Regions from separate parts of the Anas platyrhynchos genome. Here region 2 is linked to region 1. The links are chromatin contacts, called in public Hi-C maps. All regions are on one chromosome and are shown on one strand. The core of a region is the stretch at or near the end of the contact, and the rest is flanking DNA. Distances in the headings are between cores, read along the strand shown. Region 1 holds the start of MED14 (mediator complex subunit 14). Region 2 has its middle 25 kb from the start of USP9X.

Evidence for each region. Hi-C and Micro-C count contacts between places; a contact is called where the count stands out from the background.
Region 2: a contact with region 1 is called in a Hi-C map of liver, with 1.7 times the contacts expected there. The contact joins the enhancer-like site here to the promoter of MED14 in region 1. A contact is called at or near these places in 4 of 8 Hi-C or Micro-C datasets (F5 follicle, liver, small yellow follicle and 1 more).

Annotation. Positions count from the first base shown.
Region 1 is chr1:122,855,141-122,860,311 of IASCAAS_PekinDuck_T2T, forward strand. It overlaps MED14 (mediator complex subunit 14), which reads right to left and starts at 2,029. Exons shown (of 31, transcript XM_027449005.3): 1 at 1,735-2,029; 2 at 62-88. The coding sequence starts at 1,916.
Region 2 is chr1:122,906,854-122,912,073 of IASCAAS_PekinDuck_T2T, forward strand. No RefSeq gene overlaps it. Among named protein-coding and RNA genes, the nearest start is that of USP9X, 25 kb to the right of the region's middle. Within about 2 kb of position 1,323, at least 7 of the 8 cell types and tissues checked have an H3K27ac peak or open chromatin away from gene starts, as enhancers often do. A contact at or near this core is called in F5 follicle, small yellow follicle and subcutaneous adipose tissue, where this site is marked.

The DNA of each region.
Region 1 (5,171 bases), core at 779-3,278:
AACATCCTAAACAAAGCTGTATATTTTAATAGGCATTACAGACTGTCTTATCATAACTCACCTTTCCATATCAGTCTTTCTTGGTAATCTGCATTAAAAAAAGGGAAAAAAAAAAAAAGCATATTACATATTGTTCCATTCCATGTCATACCACTATGAGAAATCGTTAGTAACCTTCAACTAAGCGCATGAAGAACTTACACATACCTACAAAGAGCATTTCAAAGTTTCTACAGTTGCAAATGTTTCCTAAATACAATGAAATTGCACATTTGACATCTCTAGAAAATGGTCTAGTTTAGGCAGTAGGGGGTGGGGAGCAGGGAGAATCAGGTGTGTGCTGATACCTGATGGGACCCTGCACCAGTTAAGCTGGAACTGACCAAATGAATTTAAAAGCTTGAAGAACATTAAAATCCGAAGGTTTCTGCTAAACCAGGAGAGCCACACGTACAGTACCACTACCTGCGCTTCGCAATTTATGATTCTTAGTAAGCATCCGTGACGAGCGTTAATTAATTCATAGTAGCAATCCTAGATCATCTACAGCAGGTGTTAAATTTGGCTGTTTACTGACTCGCCTGAAGTGAGTTTCTCTTTCAGCAGTCTAGACGGGAAGAAGCGCCATACTGCGGAGCTTTCTAAGCTATCTGTATGACAGATACTGATGCAGAAAGAAGACTGTCACCCTGTAAATCAGTGTTCAAGAGGCGTTACAGGCACCTCATTTCACGTAGTTTTCATTCCAGGACTAGGCTGATGCTGGTAAAGGAGCAAGAACTCATTTTGTTGGAAGGAAGAATACTTCCCAGACAAGCTCTTTATTAGCCAAATCCACACTTTACAGGGAAATACAGCAGAAAATTCTAGCTCATTCCACTTTTGGAGGAGACATCGCATAGCTTATAAACTACCTGGTGAATCAAAGTGCTGAAAGCAGTCTCCATGTGTTTTTCAAGCTAATTTACTTTGTACCTTAATTACACTCAAGTCAAAAGAACCAGTTCCACACCATCAAACAAGCACAGAAGACATCAGAGGCACACGCTCCTACAAGAACGTGCACAGAATCAATTGCTGCCTGCAGATACCGCAAGCATACAGGAAAGATACTGAGTAAATTCTGGAAGCTTTGCATAGCAAACTAAAAGTCCTTGTCCTTTCTAGAGTTTGGACAGTCTTAACCCCAAGTTTGCACGCTCGCCAGGTACTGTGTTGTATAAGAGGTATATGTGTTTTTGTCTCTATTTTGTTCTGTGTGTCACATCTTAAAACATACACAAACCTCACAGGAATCTCTAAAGTTCAGCAGGCTAAAAGAGAAAGAGGCTCGCTCGCTATCAGAACGCTTTCAGGGAAGTTTCCCTTGGCCCAAAAACATTCCTTTGTTTTGCCACTTCAAACGCAACAACGTTAGCAGAACAGACAGCCAAGCAAACATAAATATTTTCTTTTCCTCCCAAACAGCCAAATGGTGTTTTTAAGGAGTGCTTGAGCAACTCCAAGAGCTGCAGCACCCGAAAACGGATTAATTAATGCCTTAGTTAACGCCTTAGCTGCGTGCATTTCGTGCAGTTGGACATCAGCAGCAACCCCACAGCTGGGCTTTCTGGGGCTGTCCCGGTGCGAGGCAGCGCCCCACGAACCGGGCACCTCCGGGGGTGGCCGAGGAGCCCCGGAGCCCCCCGGGGCCGGGCCACAACAAGGCGGGGAGGGAGGGGAGGGGTCACTCACAGGTCTGCCAGCACGGTGAGCTCGGCGTAGGTGCGGTGCAGCAGGAAGTCGATGAGGGTGCTGAGGCGGTAGCCGGGGCTGGCGGCGGCTGTCACGGCGCCGGGGGCCGGCGGGGCCGGTGCTGAGGCGGGGCCCCCGCCGGCCGGCACCAGCTGGTTGCTCTCCAGCTGCACCGGCGCCATGGCGGCGGCGGTGGCGGCAGCAGCGCCTCAAGCCCGGGCAGGAGCGATCTCGGCAGCCCGGGGAGCGAGGAACCGGGGAGAGCCGGGGGGTGGCGGAGGCGGGAGGGGGGAAGCGGAGCGGGGCGGGCGGCGCTCAGGGCCCGCCGGGCGCAGGGGCCGCCGCCATCTTGGCGGCACGGAACCGGAAGCGAGGGGCCGGGGCGGACCGGAAAGAGAACTGCGGCGGCACGGCCGGCGGCGGCGGCGGCGACTCCGCGGGGGGGGGGGCGTGGCCTCGCACAAGGGGGCGGGGCCTCAGGGAGGGGGCGGGGCCTGAGGGGGGAGGGTGCTCGCGGCCGTTGGCGGTGGCCGTTGAGGGGAGCTCGCGCCGAGCCGTTGGGGCGGGGCCGCCTGAGGGGGAAATGGCGCCGCGCAGAGCCCCTGTGGAGGCTGTGTGGGGAGAGGGGCAGCCGGGCTGCTACGGGTGTCCGTGCGCAGCGGGGGGAAGCCTTTCTGAGGCGCCTCGGGGTGTTTTTGGCTTCTCCAGCAACTGTTTGTTGTTTTTTTTTTTTGTATAAAGAAATATATAAAAAGTATATAAAGGATAAAGAAATGACGTGGGGGTGAGGAGGGGAGCGGTGTAAATCCCTGGGAGGTGTTCGTTAACGGCTCGCTCGAGTGTTAAACCGTAAATTCGTGCCGGGTGACTACAAAGAGTTCCCCAAAGTAGACGTAATATAGGCTATAAATAACCCAAACCTGCAACAGATAGCAAAACGCTACCACTTCTCCAAGTTTTTTAAAAGAAGTTCTACTTGTTTTTTGAAATGCAGACTTTTAAAACATCTCTTCTGGCTTATCTCTTTCCAAGAGGAATAAAGCAATAAAAAGCAAAGGTTTTTTTTTTTTTGTATTTTTGTTTTTTTCTAACGTGAGAAATGTGTAATCAACAGTTAAATAAATATGTATCTGTGCCAGGAGCGAGGAGAGTAAGTTGTGTTCCTGCAGGGAGTGCTCACTGTGCCAGGTTGCGAGCCTGTTGCCGGCTGACGAGGAGCGGCTTTGCCTCTCTGCCATAACCACTGTGGAATCACAGAATCGTTAATGTTGGAAGAGACCTCCAAGATCATCTGGTCCAACCACCCCCTACCACCAGTATCACCCACTAAGCCCTGTCCTCAAGCACCACGTCCAATCTCTCCTTGAACACCCCCAGGGATGTTCAGGAGTGTTTGACTCCACCACCTCCCTGGGCAACCCGTCCCAGTGCCTGACTGCTCTTTCTGAGCAGAAATGTCTCCTCATTTCCAACCTGAACCTCCCTGGCACAACTTGAGGCCATTCCCTCTAGTCCTATCACCAGTTACCTGTGAGAAGAGGCTGACCCCCTAGCTCCCCACACCTTCCTTTCAGGTAGCTGTAGAGAGCAGTAAGGTCTCCCCTGAGCCTCCTCCAGACTAAACACCCCCAGCTCCCTCAGCCACTCATCGAGGCAGTACGTTGAGCAAAGCAGTCTGGCTCTCCATCCTGTGCATCCACCTGGAGCAGAGTAGAGTGTGGGTTAGGAAGGGGCTGGATTGCTACAATGCTGAGCTGTGCCAGCCCCATTACTTGGTGCTGTGCTCTGCAAAAAATAATTCTGTAGACTGCTTCAGTGGAAGTGAGACAGATGTACAATCCTTAGACTGGCAGGTGGGCACTGCTGGTTGTTTGGGAATTTTTTACTCCTAAAACCCTTAAAATATATTCAGAGCTACATTTTACTCCTCCTTTACCCCCCAGCACAGGTAAAAGAAATGCCTGCTTTGTGCTGTTAAAATTACAAAGGATGGAATGATGAATACTATCAGGATTATATTGTGATCCAAACAAGTGTGTTTTCCTTGGTGTGTATTGAAAGTTCTTGCAAAGATGTGTTTTTCCAAATGTATGAAAAGCATTTTTCCCCTCTCTGTGCATGAATAAATACCATGTACCCATTTTATGGCCAACTTGTTGTATTACTGAAGAAAATGCCAACTTCAACATGCACTGGAATGTGATTAGACTGTATATTATAAGGCCTATACCTTAGAAATATAGGCTATTTTTTTTAATTGTTCTTTCTCTTTCTTCCCATCTCTTCTCTTACAATTTAGTCCAGAATAAAATTCCCATTGATTTTAGTGGTGCAGGCTGAGACTTTTTGATGAGGCAGGTGGAAACTCGTGATGGGATCTGACTTTGCCCCTGTTAGAGCTGTTCCTATAGCCCTGGTGAATTCTCCAGCTTTGCTGGAGAGAGGCTGAAGGAGGCTGCCTTTTTCCATTTACCTTGGAGAGGAGAAGGTTCAGCAGAGCTGCTGCAGGGATCACGCTGAGCTCTCCTCTCACGTGGCTGCCGAGGAAAGAAGCCCTTGATACTGTTTTGAAGGACTTGAAGCTCAAGGCTTATGCTTGTGGGCAGACAACAATGGTGCTGTTGGGAGACTCCGCAAGGTTTGTTGTTTTGACAGTAAACTGGAGATGAATATTAGGAGCTCAAAAGTCGAGTGACTGGCCTACATAGTACTCATGAGAAAAGAAACATACGTATGTGTATATGTGGTTTTGCTTTTTGTTGCCTCTCTGAGGTTGGCAGCGCTCACACCCTTTCTGCAACCACTTCTAAGAAGAATGAGCATTGTATCTAAACTTAAAAACCCTGCCTTAAAGAATGTGGAAATAGGTTTCACAACTCTTTTGGGGTGGCAAAGGCAAAACTATAGGAGGGAGAAAGCAGGGGCTGTTGGGGTTACTGTAAAGGTACCAGGATTTTTGTGGCAGAGAAAACTCCACACCGTGTTGTGATAAAGACTTGATGAATTGTACAGCTGTTAGGGAGATTGTAGATAACCTCTGCATAATCTACCATTTTCCCTAAGGTTGATGAACGGAGTTTTGGATTTAATCAAGTTCTAAAAAAGGACAACAAAGCTCCTGCAATCTCACAGATACTCAATTTCTTAACATTTAATTGCACGAGTGGAAAACGGTGTATCTGGTTGTGGACTGCAGCTGTGGGCTGCGGATCAGGCCTGCAGTCATATCTGCAGGTACATAGCAAAGTGTCTTAATACTTCAAGACAAATAGCATTCTCTAGATGCAGTTCTCCAGATAAAAAAATGGACTCCCAATACAATATTTAAGCAGAATAGTCGAGCAGAAGCAATGAAAAGGGACGAAAATTAATCCAAATTGCATTCTTTGGTACAGTAATATGTATCTTGGAAGACTGATTGGGAATTAAAGAATTTT
Region 2 (5,220 bases), core at 73-2,572, 51 kb after region 1:
TAAATAGCTGTACTACTTCAGCCTATCGTGACCTTTGATTAGCACGGCTACAAGCAACGGCTGCTCTCTCAAAGCACTTTAGAATGTACTTTTAAAACAGGAAGGAGGTCAAATATAAAAGTTAAGAGAATAAACATGGCATAATGGCGTGTCTTATTTTTCTCCCTGCACACAAATGCAACATTTCTCTTATATCTCTTTACATGACTGTAATACTGTTCTGCAAACTGTACATAAAGTAGAATCTAAAATAAGAAAAATACCACCAAAGGTCCCAGAAAGCTGAAGAGGAATCAATTCTTAAGTTTGTTCCAGATCTAAGGTTTCAATTAAATTAAACAAAGCTTCTACTCTTCCTCTTGGCTGAAAACAAACAAACAAACAAACAAAAAAACTTCTTTACAAGAGGGAATATTTGCTACAAGTTGCACCAGTATTGTTTCTGGAAATGTTGTTCATCTCCCTCTCCCTTTTTGTTGACTTTTATGTGAACCGACAGTCAATTTCTTGGTGGACAATTGCCCATATTATAAAACCCCACTGATGTGTCACTATTTGGCTCTGCCAAAAAAGCCATAATAGTGAGAAGGCACATAATATTTGGCATGCCGTTAAAAAAAGGGGTCTAACTAACAATAAAAAGAAAGGAACATCAATAAACAGAGCGGTTTATTTTTTAAGGACTGAGAACCGTCAAACGATATACAACCAAAATTGTCTGAGGTGCACTTGTGCCCCTGTAAGTCGTCAGAAAGAGTCAAGGGCTCCAGGGAGAGAGAACTGAGGCAAGAAAGTTATATGCATTATGGCTGCAGAAACTTTAAACGCTTCCTAGGAGGATAAACTGGATAAATTGGAAATAGGAGGGAAAACCCAACTGGTAAGGCACAAAAAAAAGGAGCAAGGAGGCCAGGCTAACGCAACCATAGGCATGGAAATTGGTGAGATAAAAGGGCTGCTGTTTCCATGATTAAACATATTTCTGAAATGAACAGGCGTACACAGATTTTCACCACGGTTATGGCTTTATTATCGGTGAGGAAAGACGTGCTGCAGGCTCCCTCCCCGAATAATCCCCGTGACCAACAAGCAGCCTGAGTCTAACTTTATTGGAACGGGGAATAACGGCAGGCACCACCGCCTGCTTCCGAGTTACACTTCTTTTTTTTTAACGTGAAAACAGAGAAAAGGGCCAAAAGATGAAGAAAAAGCACAAAAACGAGGCGTTAGGCGCCGCTTGAGGTGAGGCGAGACCGTGCGGGACGGAGCGCGTCGCCGCGGGGCTGCCCGGCGGCCATTTCCTCACGCCCCTGAGGCGGAGCGGGAGGCGGGGCCGCGGCCGCGTGACGTCACCCGGCGGCCGTGCCGGCGGGCCACAATGGAACCCGCGCGGGCCCAACCGGCGTGAAACGGCGGCGCGCGTGACACGCCCCCAACCCCCCCCGCTCCAAAAAATAAAAATAAATAAAATAATAAATAAAATTCACAAAACCCGTTACACGCGTGTCTCTCCCTCGCGTGTGCGTGTGTAAAAGCGTGTGAGGAGTGTGCGAGGGCCGCGCCGCCGCCGCCGCCACCGGGGCCGCCATCTTGTGCAGGGCCCCGCGAGACTGAGGAGCCGCCGCCGCCTCCCTCCCTCCTTTCCCCCCCCTCACCCCCGTCCCTCCCTCCCCATCTCCTCCTCGGAGCCGTCAGCGCCCGGCGCTCTCCTCCGCCGCCGCCGCCGCCTTCCTTCCTGCCCGCCCCCGCCCAGCCCAGCCGAGCCCCGGGCCCCCGAGGCGAGCGGCGCGGCTGCCCCCTCCTCCTCCTCCTCCTCCTCCTCCTCCTCCTCCTCCATCCCCCCCCGTGGCCGCGGTGCCCGGACGGGGCGGAGCGGAGCGCGCAGGCCCCGGCCGAGCCCCGTCGGCAGCCGGAGCGCAGCGCAGGGCGGCCGGGCAGGAGCTGGTGACGCAGGAAAAACGCCCGAGCCCAGCCGAGCCGAGCCGCGGGGACGGAGCGCAGCCGGGAGCCGCAGCGGCTTGGCCCCTCTCCTCCTCCTCCTCCTCCTTCCCTCGCCTTCTCCTCGCCTTTCTCTCCCGGCGGAGCGGAGCCGCCCCCCTCGTCGCCCGAGCCGGCAGCGCGGGGCCTGCCATGAGCCCCGGCGGCCGCCGGGGATGAGGCAGGCGCCGGCCGCGCTCCGCCAGCAGCAGCAGCAGCGGGCGGCGGGGCTCCGGGCTGTGGCAGCGGCAGCCGCGGGACCAGGAGGGGACGACGCCGTGCGGGGGTGAGTGGCGGCGAGACCGGGCCGGGACCGGGGCCGGGGCCGGGTGGGGCCGGGAGCTGCGTGTGGGGAGCTCCCCGGGGACGGGGTGCAGCGAGGAGGAGGAGGAGGGAGAAGGGAGAAGGAGGAGGAGGAGGGGGCGATGCCGGGCGGCAGGCCCCGCGCCGCCGGTGTTTTGGAGGGCAAGGGAAAATGGCTGACGGCTGCTCAGCCTCGGCCTCAGCCTCCAACGGCGGCGCCCCCCGCCCCGTTCCTCCTCCTCCTCCTCCTCCTTCTTCTTCTTTTTCCCCCCCTCCTCCCTCTCCTCCTCCTCCTCACCGGCCGAGCCCCCAGAGGCAGCCGCTGGAGGGCCGGGGGCTGCCCGCCCGCCCGCCCGCCCCGCTGGGCAGCCCCCGGGTCTGGCTGGGCTCCGCAGCGAACGCCATTACTGAGGTGGAGTGATTGGAGCCGCCTAGGCCCGGGCGACGCCTGGAGAGCAGGCCCTGCCGAGCCGCCCGGGCTCTGCTCTCAATGAAAAACCCTCGCTCACACCCGCTGTAAACATTATTAACACGGAGGCCACTCCTCTAGCCTCGGCTTCCAGCTTAGCCCGTTGTCGATGCACGAAAAAAAAAAGCCCCCCTCCGTGGCTGTCCATAATAAAGCGGCTCCCCCGATTTATTCTGGGGAAACCAGCCTCTCCCCACCCCCAAATCCGAGGTGCCACAACCGTTCGCTGTTATTGTCCTCGAGAAAAGCGAGGGTTTTGCCGGTAGGATGGATCGCCGGTTCCTGCCTGTGTTGGTAATCGCCCCGCTAACGTGTGCCGACCCGCTTCGTGCACCGTTGTTTGGCTGCCGAGGGAACAGTCTGGCAAAACCATTCGTTTCAGTCTGAACTGGTTTTCTTTGTAAAAGAGTCGAGGTGGACTTCAAGATGCCATGTTTGATTTTCAGCTTGCTCCTTCAGAAGTTCGCTAGAGTGTTTTGGAGGTGTGCGGCGATACGCAGCTGTGCAGGGAAAAAAAAATCTTTTGGAAAATAATTCTTCTAATTAAATATTCAAGGGACTCCCAGGCTCAGCTGCCCTCGTGTTGTCTGTACAACCTGCTTTACATTCACAGCTCTGCAGTTGTATTCGTATTGGACGTTTGTATCGGCCCAAAGACCTCTCTGAAGTCACAGGATCAAAGCTAGCACAAGGCCCACTTTTGCTGACCTAGTTACAGAACTGGGGCCTGTTTTTTTTGTTGTTTTTTTTTTTTTTTTTTTTTTTGGAAAGCTTTTGAATTTAGATATTAAGATGGTTTCTTCAGTATACAAGTAGCAATACTTGTTATGACAGCTGGACCAGGTAATCTGCATTTTCCAGCAGGCTTCTCAAATGCCCAACAAATGGATGTTGAAGTTGTTATGTTTAGGAAGGGCCCAGTGATGGGTTTTTGGACATTTGACCTGTATCAATTATGGAATTCAAGTGACAGTAAGGACTATTAGGGGTGACTGAAATCTGTAGGCAGCTAACTTTTTCTTGGTCTTTTAAGGTTCTACTTTGAGAAATTGCCTGGACTCGCCAACATAAATGTTCCTGTTCAAGTAACACACTTATTTCAGCAAAATCTAAGTTGTGTATGAGTAGGGGTTTGTTTGCTTTTCTTTTTTTAAAAAAAAAAAAAAAAAAATAATGCCTTTGATTCTGAGTCGAAGTAACGTTGTTTTCTGGAACCAACAGAGTACAATAGCTAATATCAAGAATTTTGGAGAAGCACGTCGAGTACATGCATTGATTGTTCTGTTGCAATACCCTGGACCACAGTGATGCCTAATGATAGATTTGAACAAAAACGTAAACATAATCATAAAGCTGCAGTGGAAGAAACTCACAGATCAGCATGATTGTTTTGGAGGGGGGAAATACAGCTAAAAATAAACATGTAAGATTGTAGCATAGTCACTTTCCTCTCTTCAGTATCTTCGGTACTTTTCTTCTTGCCCTTCGTGTAGATAATCTTCATGGCATTTCTTTTGGGTAGTCTCTGTTTGAATCTTTCCAGGCTGCTGTTTCATGTCTTGCAGAATTTGCCCTTGTGGTGATACTTCTGCCCATTGAATTGACAGGAAGACTACATCTGGAGGTGGTAATCAATGAGGATAGCGGTCCCAAAGCTGTTTACTGTTTCTATATCTGTAGAACACCATCACCCTTATGTAAACATTTTCTTTCCCACATTGTGGTGCATTTGTATTCAGAAGTAGGCCAGTGCAACTTCTCTCTGTTCAAATGCACACTTTAAGGTTTATCTGTTTTGTGTAACGTGCTGGAATTCTTACGAGTGAGACTCGGGACAAATGAAAATATTGGATTGGTGCACAGACATTTAAGAAAGTAAAGGTACCTTTCTTCCAAGACAACTTTAAAGGCATCTTTCAATTTAAAATTGAAATTGGGACTTTGCAGCATGAATACAACTTTGAATAAAAATAAGGAGTTCAGTTACTTGTTAGTTCGAACAACTTATTTTTAAATGGCTATAAAGTTACATTTCTGTCAGGTATGTAATGGTATTTTTATTTTTTAAGTTCCTTTGGGAAATATTTCTGGTCTTCCCTCTCCAGTTTAGAAGTAAGTTTTGAACTTGCTTCAGATATTTGACTAGTGAGTGCTATTGTGTTTGGTAGGATGTTGTAGGTTTCATTTTGTTTCAGAGACGCTCTTTTATATATCCTAATAGATCTAAAGACTCTGGATATATTTTGAAAACATCCTGAGCAGGTTAGCCCTATCTGTAAGGTAATTGAATCAAAGCTGTCCCTTACTGTTTTTCGTTAAAGCAAGGTTAAAACAGCACAGAAACCCAAACCCCAACCCCCAGCACAAACTATTACATTTACCTTAATTCATTTCCTTGTCAGCACAAACATTGCTTAATCAAACCAGTAGTCTTGCTTACCCAGCACTTGCAGAGACCAGGGTTAGGTGGT